Regions from separate parts of the Sus scrofa genome. Here region 1 is linked to region 2. A link is a contact called in public Hi-C data. All regions are on one chromosome and are shown on one strand. Each heading gives the region's core, a stretch centred on a gene start, on an enhancer-like site or on the middle of the called end of the contact. The rest is flanking DNA. Distances are from core to core; before and after follow the strand shown. Region 1 has its middle 170 kb from the start of HMCN1. Region 2 has its middle 61 kb from the start of IVNS1ABP.

Region 1 (3,804 bases), core at 10-2,509, 140 kb before region 2:
GAATGTCCAAATTCATGGAAACAGAGAGTACAATGGTGCATGCCAGGGGCTGAGGAGAGCTCGGAAAGTTCTGGAAATGGATGATGGTGCTCTTTGCACAACGATGGGAAGGTATTTTATGCCACTGAACTGTACACCTACAAATGGTTAGGATTTTAAAACAAACACATGAACCCACCCAACTGTAATTGGCAATTGTGTTGTTAGTGAGGTTGGGTACGCTTGTAATAGGTATTTTGACTTTAGGGCTAGTTTCTCTGCTTGTTTTTAATGGAGTTGCTATACTGGTATTAATTTTCAGGATATGATTATATAATAAAGATAAAAGCCATTATCATATAAAAAAGCAAGTGCTTCATTTAGCCGCTGCTGTAGGCAGGGAGATTACTAAAGGAATTGCAGACATTTGCCAAAGGATTGTATCCCAAAACGTTAAACAGATTTTACCCAAAGTCAAAACTTAGAAATTTTAAAATCAGAGATCTAGATCATCTTTCTTGCCTCTGGAGGTAATTTGGCATCATTTTATAAAGTGCTGGTTGATCTTGAAAGTGCTGCATTTTATACTTTTTGCAACAGAATGAGAAAACAATGTTAACAGATTAGCTATACCACTGCTGCAGATTCATAACAATTTTTATGGGATCCTGGGGGAGGTGACTTCTGTCTCACTTACCCAGTCCTATAACTAGAATCCACTTTGTAGGACTGATATTATCTTACCTTTTGCCTTCCCCTCTGTGTATAAAACATTTATTTATTTGGTTTCCTGAAAGGAAGTAAGAAACATTATTCTAAGAACTGGCACTTGCTGCCCATTCACTTGGCAGTTTTAAAGACTGAGACACTGAGGGAGGGAGCACAAAGGAAGTCCAACGGGAGGCAGGCTTAACAAGAGTTTAACAGATTAGACATAAATCTAACAGGATCCAGTTCTAAAACTTCTGTTTAGACTTTAAGATTTTTAAATTATAAAAAGCATTTATATAGGAGTTAGAAGTTGGTGTCTGTATACCAAGAGGATAAAGAGTTGGCAATGTAACACAGAGCCCAGAAAAACAGTGGCCTTACCGCGTTCCTGAAATCAATTGCAAGCCAAACCGGAATCTTGACCAAGCACTTGAGCCAAGTAAAGCATGGGCTTGTACTCAATGTCCTACACCTCATGGGCACCTCTGAGGTGGCCAGGGCACAGTGCTGTCCCCAAAATGATCTTAGATTCATAGTAGTGACACATGCAACCTTCTGTCAACAAACAGAGCCATGAAAATAGTGTTGGCCTCTCTGTCCACTGGCCCACGTCCTCAAAAAAGGCAACGTGGAACTGAAGGCAAACACGCAGCATGCCAAAAAAATTAAGTAACAGGCTTTTGACACACTTTATGGCTTCCCATATTCTCCGTGTTTTTTAAGAGAAGAATCTACGCTTGTTCATAAAATGATTAATCATTGTTTTCCAACAATAAAATATCATTTAAAATTGACTTGTTCATTTAGTAAATAGTTACAATCTCCAAACTATGTAATGTTATGGAAAGAATTTTGATATACTGCCAAGTGAAAGCGAATCGTTACAAACCAGTGGAAATTGTGAACTGTTCTTTTTGAAAAGATAAAACTATGACCCTCATAAGATATAAAGTATACAGTTGTCAAAGATGATTACTTAACTCATTATTATTAAATGAGGGAACCAGGCAAGTGTTTCAACTGACTCAAAGGAGAAGCTAAAGAACCATAGATTTACATGGGGTTAATGAACACTGTGGTAAACCTACAGATGGACACAACCTGGCTTTTTCTTGGTGATGGTAGTGGGGATGGAGGTGGTCTCTCCACTGCACAGAAGTCATTTGCAAGACTATAGACAAGAATTATTTGCCTTTACAATAATGTCAGTTATCTACTGACTATGGAGTTAAAAAAAATCCTAATCAAAGTTTCATATAGCAATGCTCCTCAATAGTTTTTTCATTATTACCTTCCTAAGGAGACTTTTTAGACATTTTTACCTAACACTCTCCTCCTCCAAATTAAATACTAAGGAATAAGAGTTTGTTGAGTAGAGCTGAAATTTGGAGAGCCACAAACCATGCATTAGCTAAGTTTTTCCCCCACCTCTAAAGAAATAATTTTGCTCCCTCTGGAGCAATTGAATATCCATGCTCTATAGGACAGACAGTCCCCAGAGGCTCCATTATCTGAAAGGATATCTAGTAATCTCTTTATGATGTCATTTTTAAAAACCACTGTGTGTGTGTGTGTTATATGTTACATTTATATTATAATACATGGAGTTCCCTTTGTGGCTCAACAGTTAACAAACCGACTAGGATCCATAAGGATGCAGGTTCAATCCCTGGCCTCGTTCAGTGGGTTGAAGGATCAGGTGTTGCCATGAGCTGTGGTGTAGGTCGCAGACTCAGCTTGGATCCTGTATCCCTGTCCGCTGTGGCGTAGTCCTGCTGCTGCAGCTCCTATTCGACCCCTAGCCTGGGAACTTCCATATGCTGCAGGTGCAGACCTAAAAAGCAAATAACATAAAATAAAATAAAAAATATATTATTATACATATTACATATATGTGGGCTTAAAGGACAGTGTATGCAGAGGTCAGCAAACTATAACCAGCAGGCCTAATCCAACCAGCCTGTGTCTGTCAATAAAGATTTATTGGAATACAGGCACACACACTATTTACAGATTGTCTTGTCTCCTATTGCCTACAGCTGCTTTTATGCCACAAGAGCAGAACAAAGTGGTTGAGAGAGAGACCTCAATGTCTGAGATGCCTCAAATACTTACTATTTGTCTATTTACAGAAAAAGCTTACCACCCTCTGGCTCATACTAAACTGTCGATAGTAATTATCTCCAGCTACCAGGATAATAAGTGATTTTTATATTTCCTATAAATTTTTTACTTACTGAGAGGATAAAACTTTTAAAAATTATTTATTACACATCAGTTATGTACAAAGCCCATGAATAGAAGTACAAGGCACAGTTCCTACCTTTTCAAAAGCTTCTAATCTAATGTTGCTGAGGTATATTAGTGTTTTTGCTACAGAAGGGTTGTTGCATACGTCTATTGAAATAAGCTAAAAATAGAAGTAAGGGATAGCTGGTGGGGAAAGGCAATATTAATAAATATGACTAAGTCGATGTAAATTTTTAGGTTAAGATTTGGCCTTTGGAGTCTTCATTATTAAAGGTAAAACAGATTTAATATTTCATTGTGACTGAAGTATTTACTTCAAATTATTATAAAGATAAAAATAATGTGCTTGCCATATATCTCTAAAAAACATTATCCCTCCATTCAGACTTTAGAATCACTGAAGTCATGACATGCAAAGTTATCTTAAAAGCCACTGTGAGAAGATATACAATATTTCAAGACTTAAGCTTCCCTGATTCGCATAAATCTAATCTTTTCCTAGCCAAGTTTCAAGATATTGTTACTTATCAAAGCAACTCAAGGTAATGTGTGGCATTCCATTCAGTTCATTCTTCCCGGTTCCAGAAATTGACTTCTGTAGAGACCTTATTCTTGAAGGGGTGTCTTAAATTTCTGAATGATATCTTAATTCCCTTAGAAGCTGTTCTTTGTAACACAGGACTCCTGAATACCTAAAACCATTAACGGCCCCTTGAAATGATTTTTTCTCGCTGCTCAACTCTAAGAATTTGTGAACTGGGCCCCTCTAATCCACTATGCTTATAGAATAAGAATTTTACTTATTTGTAAGATAAATTAATGAGTCTTTGGGGGGAGAGGAAATAATTTACTTGCTTTGGTTCA
Region 2 (3,661 bases), core at 1,022-3,521:
TGTTTTTGAGAAATATTTTCATCAAAGACTGAGGTAAAATGGGTTGCCAGTTGACCTTCACTTTATCAAAAAAGTTAAATTACTATGCATTCCATTCAGTGATCCTGCTTTAGTAAATAGAATTATTTCCATTTTGCTACAACATAATTCCAAGATTTAAAAATCTCTACTGAAAGAGGACATGGGTTAGGAATTGTAAAGAATCTGTACAAAACTAGGCCTATCCATAAATCCCAGGTCCCAGTGCAACCAGTTGTAAAAGTTCCACTAATCTTTATAAGTTAAGAGATTTCTGAGGAGCCAGTGTTCTTGATTTTCATAGACTCCTTTCACCCTAAACCCCAGAATCAAATTAAATGAAGGACAAAGTCTGAACCTAAAATTCTGGGTGAAAATATAAACATGTCATAACCAACCTCTCTGCCATTTCAAGCCAGGAGTACAAAGGCTTCCATTACGGGGGAAATAAAGTAAAGAGTGGAACCAGTATCGTTCCAGGTGGCAAGAGATGAGAAAAGACATTTGTGCCCAAAGGACAAGGTCAGGAGAGAGGATTTGGAGAGCTTTGATTTGAGAAAAACAGACAAAACAAAGCCGAAAGTGTATGCTCTGAAGTGAGTCAAGTCATACATGAGCCAGGCTGGCAGAATAAATCAAGTCTACCCAGAGTTGAAAATGAATTAATTTCATTTGTAAGCAAAGCTGCAAAGCTAACTCTTTCCAATTTGCTTATTTATTAAGCATATTAAATGCCTTTTTTCTTTCTGCTTCTTCTACTGTATACACGTGATTATAGCACAGTTTGTTATAAGCTGTTGAGGTTTATTTTCTACTAAAGAGTGACTATAGATTTTCGCAAATGGTATAGCAGAAGGTCAATATGGCAGAGGGAATCAAACAGCAAAATCACCTATCACAATATTTGTTAAAACAAAAAAAATTCAAAAACATAGATAAATAATATTTAAAATTTAGATAGTGTTTAATATGTGACAGGTATTATACTTTTACACAAATCATTTCATTCAATAATATAATGCCATTATGAAATAAACAATACTATTATTATCTCATTTTACAGATCTAGAAACTGAAGCACAAATCAGAACCAGTAATTGGTAGACCTGAGATTTGATCCCAAGCGGTCTAAACCCAGAGCTTGCGTCTTTAACCACCATACTATTCTGCTCGAGAATAAATAAAATAGGCAAATAAACAACGTGAATAGCAAGAAGAAAAACAAGTCCTCAGTTAGCATTCAAGGAAAGAGTCAAAGCCTAATGCCATAGACTTTGAAAAGAGGCATCTGAGAAAAAAAAGAAGAAAGAAATAAGAGGGATAGAGAATGTCTACTAATCCTGTTCCCATTTACCAGAAAAAAATATTGCACCAACATTTTTGATTAAATACGTCCAGAAAATTCTTGCCAACACTTCCCACAACTTGGAGCTAAGTGAAGCAAAGGCGTGCATAGGTGAGCATAGGTGATAAAAGGGGGAGTTAAGACTCCAGACTTTACCATTTTCCAGGGCTCCGCGAGGAACAGAAAAATCCACTAAAGCCCGAGAGAATCTGTCCAAAAGTAAAATATACTCCTAACTAGTTTAACTGATCTCCGTTACAGAATATTTAACATAACCTCAGATCATAGAACAGAGCTCAAGTCTTCCAATAAAGACTGCATGTAGCTCCCATCTCAATATGCAGCCTATAAACCATACTTTGAATGGAAGAGAAACAAATCTCAAATAAGGTGCGAAGTGTCCAGAAAAATGTACCTATATCAGAGCAAATTGAAGTTCAGTCCACGTTAAAAATGAGGGAGATAAAAATTAATCATGTAGCAATGGGGGGCATGCACACACACACACACACACACACACACACATACACACACACACTCCTCAAACACACATGCACAGGATGAAACAGCAAAATAAGATGAAAAAAAATCTACAGGAGTAAGAAAACTAATTGAGCACCAAAACCACACCACTGGAGTAGGGGGTCTATGATCCCTGGTACAAATCCAGAATTTTATTTTTATAAAATTTTACTGGCACACAGCTACATTCATTCATTTATGGATTATCTGTGGTTGCTTTTGCACTGCTACAGCAAAGTTGAGTAGTTGCAACAAAAACCATATGGCCACAAAACCCCAAATATTTATCAACAGACCCTTTACAGAAAAAGCTGGTTAATACCAGCACAAGAAAATCGATACGTGATAAACAAGCTGCCCTCCTGACCTGGGCTCTTATACCCCACCTCTGTGCTGGAGCTCTCTGGTTACACCCTGAAACTGAATGTGCACTAGCATAAATGCTATATGAGCGGGTAGGTCACATTTTGGACTGCATAATTACATACCTTGAAAAATTTACAATTCTCACCCTCAACTTAAGCCAAGCATCTTTGATAACATACAATCATAACTGCTAACATTTATTTAGCACTGTGTGCTAGGTAATATTGGGCTTTTATAGAATACAGAAAAATCATAAAGGTAGTACATAAATAAATAAATACATTTTAGGTAATATTACCTCAGTGGAAAATACTTCCCTGGTGTAAAATAATTCTCCTCTTTGATCAACCTAAAAATGAGACAATGAGGAAGGAGAAAAATCAGCCTTGAAGTTTATAACATTTTATTCTCCTTCTATAAATATGTTACATTGGAAGTGTCTTTGTTATAAATAGTTTAGAGATTTATTTACTTAATCAATTTTCAGAAAAAAAATCAGTCCGTAACCCAGATTACTGAGGATTTATAATTCTTTCAAAAGGTTACAAAGTACAGTGTAAAGTTACGTGCTACTACTTTAACCTTGGCTAGGGATAAATAGAAAGTACATTTTATTCTTACTAGCCACTGAATTGAAATTTATAACTTTGAGGAAAACAGCCTGCTGGATTAGCTCACTACCTACTCCTCAAACTCCTAATGAAAGCTTCCACAGCCCCCTTGGGTGTTTCTTATTATTGAACAGATGTTAAGTTTACTTATTTGAAAATAATTATAAAGTGTTGTATAAAAAGTAAGTTTTGTTCAGAAATAAAATTTCTCAGAAGGTACCTCATTGTAAAATTGTCACTACTTTGTATATTCTCTAGGACCACTTAAATTTTGATTTTATTTGCATTCAAGCACTCAACACATGTCAGAACACACCTAGGTGTTGTTAACTTATCAAACATTTTAGCATTTGTTCTTCAAATATTTATCCAACTTAAGCCATGTTTTCCAGGCATTATGCAATGTGCTGAAAACATTAATGAATAAGCCCCAGGATTTTTGAAACTTTGAGTCATGATTACTGATGAGCTCTTTCAAGATGGGCATGTAATAGAGAAATGGAATAAGTTTCTTCTCATCTGCAAACTCTGATCACTTGATTGTTGCCTGAAGAACATTTGAGAATTCTAGGATAGCATCAGGAATCAGAGAAAACTGTCAAAAATCAGTTAGCGATATCTGCTATAGACAAGTGTGATTTGGTTTGTATTGCATGTTCCCAATTTCTTACAGCATTAAAAGGAAAAAGGACTAACTATGGGATATTGGATATCAATAATTAAGGAACGCTACAGATTCAATGCAATCCCTATCAAATTACCCATGATATTTTTCACAGAACTACAACAAACAATCCAA

What was found. Hi-C and Micro-C count contacts between places; a contact is called where the count stands out from the background.
Region 1: a contact with region 2 is called in a Hi-C map of liver, with 4 times the contacts expected there. The contact joins two enhancer-like sites. A contact is called at or near these places in 1 of 5 promoter capture datasets (liver), 4 of 47 Hi-C or Micro-C datasets (epiblast stem cells and liver) and 1 of 2 datasets of contacts at active chromatin or transcription factors (alveolar macrophages).

The regions. Positions count from the first base shown.
Region 1 is chr9:126,681,081-126,684,884 of Sscrofa11.1, reverse strand. No RefSeq gene overlaps it. Among named protein-coding and RNA genes, the nearest start is that of HMCN1, 170 kb to the left of the region's middle. Within about 2 kb of position 1,259, at least 12 of the 83 cell types and tissues checked have an H3K27ac peak or open chromatin away from gene starts, as enhancers often do. A contact at or near this core is called in liver, where this site is marked.
Region 2 is chr9:126,538,566-126,542,226 of Sscrofa11.1, reverse strand. No RefSeq gene overlaps it. Among named protein-coding and RNA genes, the nearest start is that of IVNS1ABP, 61 kb to the right of the region's middle. Within about 2 kb of position 2,271, at least 2 of the 83 cell types and tissues checked have an H3K27ac peak or open chromatin away from gene starts, as enhancers often do. A contact at or near this core is called in liver, where this site is marked.